2 separate regions of the Mus musculus genome follow, and region 2 is linked to region 1. A link is a contact called in public HiChIP or PLAC-seq data. All regions are on one chromosome and are shown on one strand. The core of a region is the stretch at or near the end of the contact, and the rest is flanking DNA. Distances in the headings are between cores, read along the strand shown. Region 1 holds the start of Jpx (Jpx transcript, Xist activator (non-protein coding)). Region 2 overlaps Ftx (Ftx transcript, Xist regulator (non-protein coding)).

Region 1 (6,019 bases), core at 1,267-3,766:
TGGCTCAGCTGATAAGGAGCTTACCTCAAAGCCTGGCAGACACCCTGAGCTCCATCCTTGGAAACTATGTGGTGGACACATCCATATATTCTCTCTCTCTCTCTCTCTCTCTCTCTCTCTCTCTCTCTCTCTCTCTCTCTCCCTTCTTCTACCCCGCCTTGGTCTTTCTCAAACACAAAAATAAATAAATGTAAAATATTGTAAGAAGTTATAGGTCATTTATATAAAGAAAATTAAAGGAAATTAAGGAAATACTTTTAGATGAGAATAGAGTATAAGGTTTTTATCCTAAAACTAAAAGATTGTTCCCATATGGACAAAAAGGGGTGATGAGGGAAAAAACCAGAAAGTTTTAGTCTATTGCCAAAGGCCTGAGTATGTCACAAGAAGTTTGTAGAAGATAAAGTGAGGCCCGGGGAAGGAAGGAGAATTGGGAATTTACAGTCATTCTCTGCTACGTAATAAGTCGAGGCCAGCCTGGAATAACGGGGGCCCTGTCTCAAAAACAGAAGAGCAACAACGATATGCATGCCTGAAAAGCCAAATCTTTAAAAATTAGCTAGAGTCACACTTTCCTAGGTACTTCTTTCAACAGTTTTGCCACAGACATTAGAATGAAGTTGGAAATGCAGACAGTTGGGCTCCCAGATACCCTGAATCAACTTTTATATTTGACTTTTGTTTTTTTTAAGTTTATAAAAACTTTTTTTTTTTTAGAATTTTTATGTGTGTGAGTGTTTTGCCTGCATATAGGTCTGTGTACCACACTCGAGCATGGTGTCAGAGGAGGTGAGAAGCCTCATGCAGCTGCTAGGCATTGAACCCCAGTCCTTTGTGAGAATATTAAGTACTCTTACACACCAAGCCAACTCTCCAGCCCTGCTTTTGGGGTGTTCAACAACAAAGATAAGTAGAAACCAAATACGCACCCAGAGAAAAATCACATATATACAAAAAGCCAGAAATTTGAGAGGCAATGTGTGTGTGTGTGTGTGTGTGTGTGTGTGTGTGTAGTGGCGAGGAATAACATAGGAGGAATTGGAGAAGGGAATGGGGGAGAATATGTAATTATATTTAGATTAATTTTATTTTTTAGTATAGAATAGAGTTTATTCAGGGCATGGGGAGGGGAGTTAAGAGGGTAGCAGAGGCAGGGAAAGGCAGAGAGAGAGAAAGAGAGAGTAGAGAACTAGAGGCTGGCCATGAGCACATGGAGAGAGGGGGAAGGGAATCTAGATTAAAAATTTAAATGGGGGGGGCAATAAAGTGGTTATAGTCACAGGAGCATATCAAATTGATTGTCTTGGCCATGGGTGTGTGTGTGTGTGTGTGTGTGTGTGTGTAATAATTTTCACAAACTTGCCATCTCAGAGAAACTCTAGGAGGAAGAAAGGATTCCAAACAGGCAAATTCTGGCTACAGCTGAGGAGAGCTCGCACAGGAAAGAACTGCCTGTAATGGAATGAAAAGAAGCCAGGGCTTTGCTGTCTTGGGAAAGAGGGAAACCAGTGTAAGGGAAAATGTGCTACCTTCTGGAGAGAGGACAGCCCTCGGCTCCATGACAGCTGTCCCAGGTTGCCTTAGCAAAGCCTTCCTCAAGCAGATATTCACTGAGGCCCCTTCGGCAACTTTCCAACATGGTTTTACTTAAATACACACACACACATGCATTTACTTCGTGTGTGTGTGTGTGTGTGTGTGTGTGTGTGTGTGTGTGTATACATGTTTGCCTGTGTAGAGAGATCTGTGTAGAGAGAAGTATGTGCCGGGGACTGAACCTGCATCCTTTGCTAGAGCATTAAGCACTGTTAACCACTGAGCACTCGCTTCTGCCCCTGTGCCTCGTGGTGCAATAGGTAAAATGAGAACTTTTTTCTTTCTTTTTTAAATGGAAGTGTAGTTCTCTGCCTTTATTGATAACCCAAGATCCTTTTCTAATTTGTGTGGTAACCAGTATTGGTGTGAACATCCAAAAGCCAAAGGAGTTATTGTCAGCTTCGGCCCTGTGAGGTGTCCAATAGGAATAGGACAAGGTATAATTCTGTCTTTATCAAAAACTAGGGGACATACCCAGGCCTGTGGTTTACTTTGCCACCTAGCCTCTGTGACATGTAGATTGCAGTTATAGCAGCTACAGCAATGCTGGCAGCTAAAAACACAGAAGGGGCTCCGAAAGAGATCTCGGGAGCAAAACACAAGCTGGTCTTCTATAGAAACAAAAAAGAAAAAGGAATTTCGGTGGGGGTAGGGGGGGGGTGGGGGGTGGGGGGTGGGGGGTGAGGGGGTGGCAAGAGAACAAATTAAAGACGGGCAAGAAACGCGGGAGCACGTGAAAGATGCTAACAGAGGCAGCCGGGAGAGGAACCGCAAGCGCTCAGTCATCTGCGGAAGCGACCGCGGACAGTCCCGGTCACGTTGCTGGAGCAGCCATTTAGGGACAGCCTGACAGCGCGGCGCCGCGCGGCACAGGGACTGTTCGGCTGTGACGCATGCTCTCCGCCCGCCCGACCCCCCCCCCCCCCCACGGCACCACCAGGCTTCTGTAACTTATAAAATGGCGGCGTCCACATGTATACGTCCTTCCCGGGATTAGCCAGGCAGCTAGAGGATGACTTAATAAGGAGAGTGGAGAAACTGGCCAATTAATGAACATGCCCTGGTGAGTGCCGGGTCTCGCGCTGTCAGAGAGATGGCCGCCGTAGCGGTCACCACGCCGACCCGCCGCAGCGGTCACCACTCCGACCGCATGGTCTGCCGAGCGGGACGAGTAGTCGGCGGCTGGCACTCCGGATTTCTCCCCTATTCCGCCCACAATAGATGAGTGATCAGTGCCCACATCACCGGACCTCCACGGATGAACCTGTCAGGCTGGGGAGGCTCATTCCTAGGAGAGATCGTGTTTTGAGGTTTCCTTTTGTTTTCCTTTGTCTAATTGGGGTTTGACGGATAGTGAGTGTCTCCAAAATGGAGTGTTTATTCTAGCTCCCCAGAGGCCTCGAAAAACGGCCTCAGTTCTTTCTCATCAACACTTAGTAGTTGATAAAACTAGCTTATTGGTAACATTAATTATGGTATAATAACGCTTTTTGCCCTATGCCCTTTTTATGTACTCCAAATGAGGACCAGAGTATGTTACTAAATTTGTGGTCTGGGAGCATCTGTTATAATAGGGCCTTATAGGGTGATCTGTGTTCTTTTGTTAGATGCTTACTTGGTCAAAAAGACATTTCAGTACCTTAGCTAGGCATTGCTGAATAAAGTATGAATTGTTGCAACCATTTGGAAGCATTGATGTAGCTATATTTAGAAAAATAAAAATATATATGGAGTACCAAGTTCCAATATCTGGAACTCAGTAGTCTGACTTTCACGGCTCAATCCTTCAGAAAGAGAAGCATCAGTATATAAATAAGGATACCTAAAAGAGGATGTCTATGCAGCTCTTTTCTTGTGGCAAGTGATAAGAAACAACCTGTGTATCCATTAATAGGAGGATGTTTTAAAAGTCTGTATATTTTGGCTCTTTGGTGTAAAAGATGATATGATAGCTTGTTACATTAAAAACAAGTTGTAGGATAATATGATCTCATTTTTTTCATATATGTATGAGGGTGACAAAGGAATGTTTGCTATTTTTAAAACATTTCGGCAGCTTTATATATTATGACCTATTTAACACAAATGCAAACACAGAGAATAAAATGAAACCCTAATATTAGAGTTGACGTTTTGCCATATTTCTCCACAGTTGCGGCTCACTCTTTTGTCATCCCGTAGATTAAGCATCATTTTTAGTTTAGTAATTGTGCTTATTTCCCCCTTTCCCCCCAGTATTGGTTGTGGAACCTAGGACACTGTGGTGCTAGACAGTCACACTACCACTGAACTATATCTAGATCTGTTCCCACTTTAAGATTTGCTTCTAATTGTGTGTGTAGGAATGTGCACATGAGTACAGTTATGGAAGCCAGAAGAAGCCATAGAATCCTGTGGAACTCGAGTTACAGGCGGTCGTAAGCCCACTTTTTGAGCCCCTTAATGAAGTCTTCTGTAGTTGAGGCTGTCCACGACCCTCACTACCCATTTCTAGCTGCCAAGCTTTGGGATTACAAGCTTGTACCACCATGCCCAGCTTGTCTCTCTTACTTTATGTGTAATAACCCAGGCTGGTCTTGATTTTTCTGCCTCTGCCTCCCAAATAGCTAGGATTATAAGCTCAGCTTCTCCACTTAATTTTTTTGTGACATGAGGATCTAACATGGCTGGTATCTTGCATGGGAGTTCTCAATATTTTGTAACTCAAGTCCCAGGTGGTCCAAATCCTCTTCTGACCTCCTTGGGTACCAGACACGTGATGCACAAACACAAAATGAAATAAATCTCATTTAAAATTTTAATAAATAAAAACAAAACTAAAAGTAATAATTTCTATTTGCATAGGATCTTACTAAGACCAGAATAGTCCATATTAGCAATTAATCTTTATTAATTATAGATACAGGGCAACTGTTGCCACTGCATAAACAAAGGAAGCTTTGAACAGGGCATTACGCGGGCGGCTACACTATAAGTCACTTTAAATGGTTCTGCATGCAGGCAAAGGAAGTCACATATTTGAATCTTGGGAATGCTATATTCTTTGGGACACTGATGGTACTTTTGAAGAGTAAACAATATAGCGCCCGAGACTCAAATTTAGAATGTTATTTCCACTTGTGTAAAAAACGTTACTGTGCCGATGGATCTTTCTGCACAGCAGTGGTTCAGGACTTTGATTCAGCTACTGAAAGTCAGTCAGCCAATTATGAGAAAAGACCATATGTGTGGTCCCAACGAGAGGGTTATCAGGACATCAGTGATGAATCTGACCTTTCTGAGATGTAACAATACCATCACTTAAGTTCTATGGAGATTTGAAGGCAAGAAACCCAGCAGGTTAGGCTCCAGTATGTGACTGGACATGTGACTCCCCCAATATGACCTTTGTAAGGCTCAGGAGAAAAATATCCTGCTGCTCCACCCTTCGGGTAACACCAAGGGCTCTGAGACTGTGTTCATATCAATTTCTTTCTTGTGTTTTTGAGACAGGGTCTTGCTATGTGGATTAGGCTGGCCTGGAATTCCCAATCTTTCTGCTTCAGACTTGATCCATCAAACTTATGGCTATTAATTGACTTTCAGCCATTGAACTGACACTGAAAAACAGGCAAATATTTCAGTTTAATAATTCCAACATTCAGTACGTATTTAAGTCTGATACTAATACATGCTGGATTTTTTAATTTTAAACTGTGTTGTCTTTATTGTTTTGTTTTACTTTTCTTTCTATTGTCATATAACACACTGACCAAAGGCAAAGTAGAGGAAGAAAGGATTTATTTGGCTTGTACTTCCAGATCATTAATCCACCACTGAAGGAAGTCAGAGCAGAAACTCAAGCAGGGACTTGAAGAAGAAACCATGGAGGAATACGGCTTGCTGGCTCACCTGTGCGTACTAGCTTGCTTATACATCCCGGAACCACTCACCCAGGGAATGATGGCACCCATCAGGCCAGTGTGATTTGATCAGTCTCTCAGATGACTGTAGACTGTGTCAATTTGACAGTTAAAGGGCATGTGCTTTGTATTCTCTCTCTCTCTCTCTCTCTCTCTCTCTCTCTCTCTCTCTGTCTGTCTCCCCCCCTCATTTCTCAGGTTTTTTTGAAAGTCAAGTATGATGTAGCCAGTAAAAGGAACTACAGTACATAGGCCTGTAGGGCTGTGGTAGTAAGATACGTGGTGATTTGACATGTTCTGAATGTCCCTGGTTATTCTGTCTTTTACTGCTTGTGTGCTCCTGGGTTGTGAAGTACAATTGCCCACCCTCCTAATTATCTCTCCCCCTCCATGTAAGTGAGATGTGATGACGAGAGAGCTGTGGGTTGGAAACTTCAGGCTGGAATTGGGTACCCAGATATGTCTGTCCCCTTTCCCATCTCCTTTAGTCCTTGACAAAGCAGTTTATTTTTTTAAGCAGG
Region 2 (6,019 bases), core at 1,790-4,289, 88 kb after region 1:
GCTGGCCACAAACTCGGAATTATCACACTATCATGTTCACATATCCAGTCAAAGGTCAAACGCAGAATGCATACTAAAACACCAATTTAAAAGGCTGAAGACAGGCAGTCTCAAAAAGAAACACAGATAATAGCATCTACGTGGACACCTCTGGGTCTTACTCTAATGGGAACGACAGCAAACCAGAGGCACCTTCTGTAGTTTCTTAGCAAGAAAATTGTAGTATCACCAGGACACCCAAGTTACTAATGAGTTTCATTACATAGTATTTTACTCCCAAGGAACAAATAAGGTACTAGTTTTTCTAGCAATCAAATTTTCTCTGAAGAAAACCGGCTTCCCTGACCAGGGGAATATAGATGTGATATTAAGGAAACCTTTCTTACATTAACTTTTGAAAATTATATCCTTAAATATAAAGAGAAAGAAAATACGTGCTTAGTCATGTTGCTAGACTGTGAGTGATGGCTGACAAGTTTAATCTCAACACTTCACAAGTGGGCCTGTGCTAAATGAGTTCTAGAATAGTGTAGGACTAAGGGATAAAAAGTGTGCCCTGAGAGTTGAATCTCCAAAAGAGAAGGGGATGATAGAAAGATGAGGGTCCATGAGCGTGCTGAACAGGCTCCAAGCTAAAGAAACAGAAAAACTGCCCATTTCTGCTTAGCGACAGTCATTGTTATCAATTACTCCAGTGGCTGGAGAGCTGACCTATCACATTTTCAAACACACCTGATAAGCTGGGCAACTTGTGTTACAAAACCTTTTTCCTATTCATGTTAAGAGAATGTTTGAAGTTAGGTGTGGTGGCACACACCTCAACACTCACGAGGCAGACTTAGGAGGCACAGCAAGGCAGAAGCTTGTGAATTTGAGGAGAGCCAAAGCTACACACAGACAACCTGGCTTAAAAAAATCATTTCTTTCTCCCACGCTACCCCATTGTTGGTTGATAGCCCCTTGATCGCATAGCATTAGGCCACAGAAAACCATATTTTGCAACATTGTTCAGGGGTCCTAAATGAGTGGGTTCTCTTACAGCCCTTAAATTCCGCCTTGAAATACACTGGACATACAATAAATTCCAAAATAGGAGAAATCAGAATTAGAGTGAGCTGGGGGGCAGATAAAGGATTATGCCTTGTCAACAAACTGGAGCAGAACTGGTGTTTTTACCTACTTACAATACATGCTTCCTGGAATGTTAGCTCTTGAAAGCACTATGCAATGTTAAAAAAAAAATCAACCAGTCAGGCTGATCTAAAAGGAAAGATGTTCTTTCCTTCTTGTCCTAAAGCAACACATATACTTGTATCACCCGTATCCATAACATTTCCTATTACACTCCTACGATTTCCATTTGCTCCTTAATAGATGACAAGCCAAGCTATTAAAATGCTGGAGGGGGTCATGCAGTTTCCTTTAGTTTGAGTCAGCCCACCAGCCTACAGAAGGAAAGGAGACTGATTAAAACGTTCTAATGCTTACACATAAAACTCAGCAGGGCCTACTCAGTGAACCTTTAATGTAAGGATCTGCACTCCTTATCTCAAACAACTTACCCTTGTCTTAAGATTCTGGGGGTAGCAGCAGGCATAAAGGATACAGATTTTCTAAAGATGCGGCACACCTTCCAAAGAGACAGCAAATCTAATGCCAAGCAGACATTTGCACCTTGTAATTAAAGGAATCTCTTAGATTCTGCTCAAGTTGTCCTGTGAGAGCACATTAAAAAGATCAAATGGCAGAGTAAAAATGATCACAAGTCTCATATTTGGAATGGCTAAGGGGCCAGGGTTAATCCAAGTGACTTTTGGGGCAGAGTAACTTCCATAAGTTTCCATAGAGCAGTGGTTCTCAGCCTTCCCAATGCTAAGACCCTTTAAGACGGTTCTTCATGTTGTGGTGACCCCCAACCATAAAACTATTCTCATTGGTACTTCATGCGTGTAATTTTGCTATGGTTATACATTTATTGTAGACATTTGTGTCTGCAATGGTCGTAGACAATTGCTAAGGGGTCAAGACTCACAGGCTGAGACCCACCACCATAGGGAAAGACAGAACCCAAAATAGTTAAAGGGAGGTTGAAAACCTAGAGCTAGAGAGCACTAAAGAGACCAGGCAATGCAGGGCCTGACTGACAGCACTTGCCCCACAAGAACCTTTTTTGTCTTCTTAGTTCTGTAATGGACCAAAGGCAATCCCGGAAAAGAAAAAGTTGGGAGGTGATCTAGCCAAAAAGCAAGGAGCAAGGCTTTCTTGTTCATGAAAGCTGTAACACTAGGGGTAGGGGCCCTGGAGTCAGAAACTAAGGGATGGTTATATTATTTTACAATACTGGGCTGGTAAGATTGCTCATGGGATAAAGATGCATCCTGCCAAGTTTGACCCAGTTTGGTGGAGAGAACTATCAACTTATCCTCTGACCCCAATGTACATGTCCCCTACACACAAACAATTCTAATTGTTCCAATGTATAAGAAAACAAACTGTTCTCTGGAAATGCTTGGCTCCTTCCAAAGGAGAGCTCTCTATTTCGGAATCAATATACTGCTTTGAAAAGAGTACCATTTTTTTGTTTGTTTGTTTTGTTTTGTTTTTGTTTTTTGAGACAGGGTTTCTCTGTATAGCCCTGGCTGTCCTGGAACTCACTTTGTAGACCAGGGTGGCCTCGAAGGAGTACCATTTTTAAGTGTGGTAGACTGTAAGTTATCAGGAAAGACTGATCATGGGGGATAAAAATACCAAAAAAATATCAAGACTATCAATGAAGTTACAAAGACAATACTAGAAAATATAGCAAAGCACTAGCATGGCAGGCTGCTGTATGATTAGATTCAGAGAAGGTACTCTTTGAGCAAAGTTTGAACTTCACTCGTTGGATGACTTGTCTATAACGTATAATGGAAATAGTAGCAGAAATGTTTCAGCGGTAGTATTCAAGGCACATTACGGAAGTCTGTTATCTACCAGCAGAAAGAATGGAATTTACCTCTGGGTGCAGGCATGCCATTGTCTCCTCCCTTACAAATTAATCCAGTTGGGCTGAGTCATGTGCTTGGCCAAGGGACAATCACTCAGGAAGGTGGGCTTACCTTGAGCCACACTAAAGTGATAGGAGTAATAATTAGTCCTTTAACCAGATAGTACAATTATCTTTCTAAGAGTCTGTACTCCCTAGGGTTGTTGCCCCAAGTCCTCATGAGGTTTTGTTGAGTCTGCCCGACTTTATGAGGCATATTCAGGTTTTTACTAGACAGGTACTGCACAAAATCTTAACAGCACGTAATAGACTTTTCCATTTTTCTTTTACTAATATCTCTAACCATTCCAAAGACCTTCCTATTATTTCCAGCTTTACTATGACTAAGTAAATGACCTGGACTCATTTCCACATAGTAGTTCACCGCTTCTCATCTGTACAGGTACCTGAACATGTTTAAATAACTAAATTTAGGGATAAAATTAGACTTCTTTATATGCCTTTAATAACTATCTTAAAGTTGGGCTGACATACTGGCATACACCTTTAGTCTGAGCACTTCAGAGGCAGAAGCAGGCGTATCTCTATGAGTTGGAGGCCAGCTTGACTACACAGTGAGTTCTAGGGCACCAGAACTACATAATGAGACCCTTTCCCCCACCCTAATGTTCTAAAACTTCTGTCAAATTTACAGAAATCAGCATATATACTTTATAACTTTATAATTTCTGCGTGCTAAATTGAAATGATTTTATATAATCCTCAATAGCAAATTTTTTCAAAAAGCAAATACAGAGGCTCAGCTGGAATTTTACAGAAGAGGAAAAGCATATTTGTGCATAAAATAAAAGCATATTTACAGAAAAAGGAAAAGCATATTTGTGAAGTGGAGGACCAACTGCATACGTAGCCCAATCCCGTATCTTCATATTTAAGTGAATTTGAAGGATTTTATTGTAAGATGTAAAGAATCCTGTCCTGATAGAATTCCTTCCTATAGCTAAAAGCAACAAGCATGCTTCAGAGTAGCTCTATGTACACATAGCACAAGAACAAAATGTAGCCATATAAAGAGTTATAGGAACAACATGAATGGCCAAGCAAAATTCATGTCCATACAATGAAATACTTCTCAAATATACATGATGCATGAACATGAAGGATACTATGTTAAGTAAAGTATGCTGGACACAAAAGGAAAATATTGCATAATTACAACGATGTAAGAAAGATTTAAGCCTACAAAAATGTCACAAATGAACTATACTAAAAAACCTGAGTGTCACAAATACACCATACTTAAAAAAAAACTAATATATGCTAATATTTAGAAAATGATGACCCTGTTTATTATGGCAAGTGTTGTTCTGTGGACAATATCCCAGGTAAGAGAGTGGATAAGAAATGACTGCACTATAAACTAAAACAATGTTAGTGAAGGACATGGTGGTGCACACATGTCGACTGAGGACGCAGGAGGTGGGAACAGGAGATTTGCTGTGAGTTTCAGGCCAGGTTAGTTAGTTTCAGGTCAATTAGGAATACATAGGAGACACCTAAGATTAAACAATAAAAGTACTTCTTAGAACAGCAGTGTATCAGAAATTTGTAAAAACTGCACAAAGCTAAGAGTCGAGACCATCCTTGGCTATGTTTTAATTCAAGGTAAAAAGGTGTACATTAAGATTAGGACCTGTCTAAAAAAACACAAACAACAGACTATACTAATAAAATACATAAACAAACACATGCATTAAGTCAGATAGTTGAACTCAGATATACTAAGATAGTCACATACCTTTTCTTACAAAAATTTTTCATTTTAGTTATTTAATTGGTTTTGTTTTGTTTTGTTTTTTATCAACAAATAGAATCCCACTGAGATCTCTCTGAGACTCTTTTTTTTTGTTTTGTTTTTTGTTTTTTTTTTGAGACAGGGTTTCTCTGTATAGTCCTGGCTGCCCTGGAACTCACTCTGTAGGCCAGGCTGGCCTCGAACTCAGAAATCCGCCTGCCTCTGCCTCCCAAGCGCTGGGATTAAAGGCATGTGCCACCACTGCCTGGCAAAAAATTTTATTTTTATTTATGAGTGTGTATGTCTGCTTAGCTAAATGTTTACCAATGCAAAATAACTTCTAATATATGTAGTCTAATGGAAGACCATACGTTGTTTCTCCTGTTGTTTTAATAACAATCACTTAGAATTTCTTTTGCTAAAAAGCCATGGCTCCTCTCCCTACCTGGGTCTACAAGGTCACTTCTCTCCTTACCTGGGCCTACAAGGTCACTAAACCAAGGACGAAAGCCTAGAACATCTGCCTTTAGTTTTGGTTACTTCTTTTGGATCAGATGCCTGAAGTTAATTATTCAAGGTTTATCAATCTAAAAACTGCAGATGCCTAAGCTATCTTATCATCAGGGCTGAAAGCACAAAGATAAACCTAAGGAATTTCATTGTCACCTTTTACAATGCACTGTGCCAGACCCCAGAGAGGTGCCTAAAAGTCTGCCTCAGGTCTTTTATCCTACAATCCTGAAGGTCACTTGAAGACAGCAAGTCGATGAGTCAGCAGTCCCTCCAGTCACCTGACTGTTAAGCAATCCAAGGACTGATAAGGCTTTCAGAGCCACCCAGCAGAACCAGGACTAAGATTAAGATCAGCAGGACCCCATATTATCCAAAGGCCTGGTAGGAATGGAGGTATCTACAGACATCCTTTCCTTAAGACTATGAAACTATCCACAAGCCCAAAGAATTTCAATTTCATTATGAATCTTATTCTGAGGTACCTTTGCTAGACCACTGGAAGGAATCTCACAGCTATGACAAAATTTCCATCAATATATGTACATTTTATAATCTTTCTTCTATCCTTCCCTTTTTTGGGAGTGAGTTCCAGGACACAGAGAAACCCTGTCTTGAAAAACCAAAATTAATCAATAAATCATACAAACAAAAAGCCAAGGAACCATCTAGGTAGACATTATACATACATTTAATCTCAGCTCTCAGGAAGCCTTGAAATTGTGTAT

What was found. HiChIP or PLAC-seq counts read pairs in DNA pulled down with a chosen protein or histone mark.
Region 2: a contact with region 1 is called in an H3K27ac HiChIP or PLAC-seq map of extraembryonic endoderm stem cells. The contact joins the enhancer-like site here to the promoter of Jpx in region 1. A contact is called at or near these places in 17 of 39 promoter capture datasets (the 3T3-L1 cell line, 3T3-L1-derived adipocytes, the C10 cell line and 10 more), 3 of 15 datasets of contacts at CTCF or cohesin (CD8 T cells, the NIH/3T3 cell line and large pre-B cells), 6 of 484 Hi-C or Micro-C datasets (the C10 cell line, LSK cells, bone marrow-derived macrophages and 3 more) and 22 of 115 datasets of contacts at active chromatin or transcription factors (the 230-238 cell line, CD8 T cells, the SCID.adh cell line and 18 more).

Annotation. Positions count from the first base shown.
Region 1 is chrX:103,491,042-103,497,060 of GRCm38.p6, forward strand. It overlaps Jpx (Jpx transcript, Xist activator (non-protein coding)), which reads left to right and starts at 2,517. Exons shown (of 3, transcript NR_015508.3): 1 at 2,517-2,659; 2 at 5,397-5,489.
Region 2 is chrX:103,578,907-103,584,925 of GRCm38.p6, forward strand. All of the region lies in intron 9 of Ftx (Ftx transcript, Xist regulator (non-protein coding)), which reads right to left. Among named protein-coding and RNA genes, the nearest start is that of Mir374b, 8.8 kb to the left of the region's middle. Within about 2 kb of position 3,040, at least 3 of the 459 cell types and tissues checked have an H3K27ac peak or open chromatin away from gene starts, as enhancers often do. A contact at or near this core is called in extraembryonic endoderm stem cells and trophoblast stem cells, where this site is marked.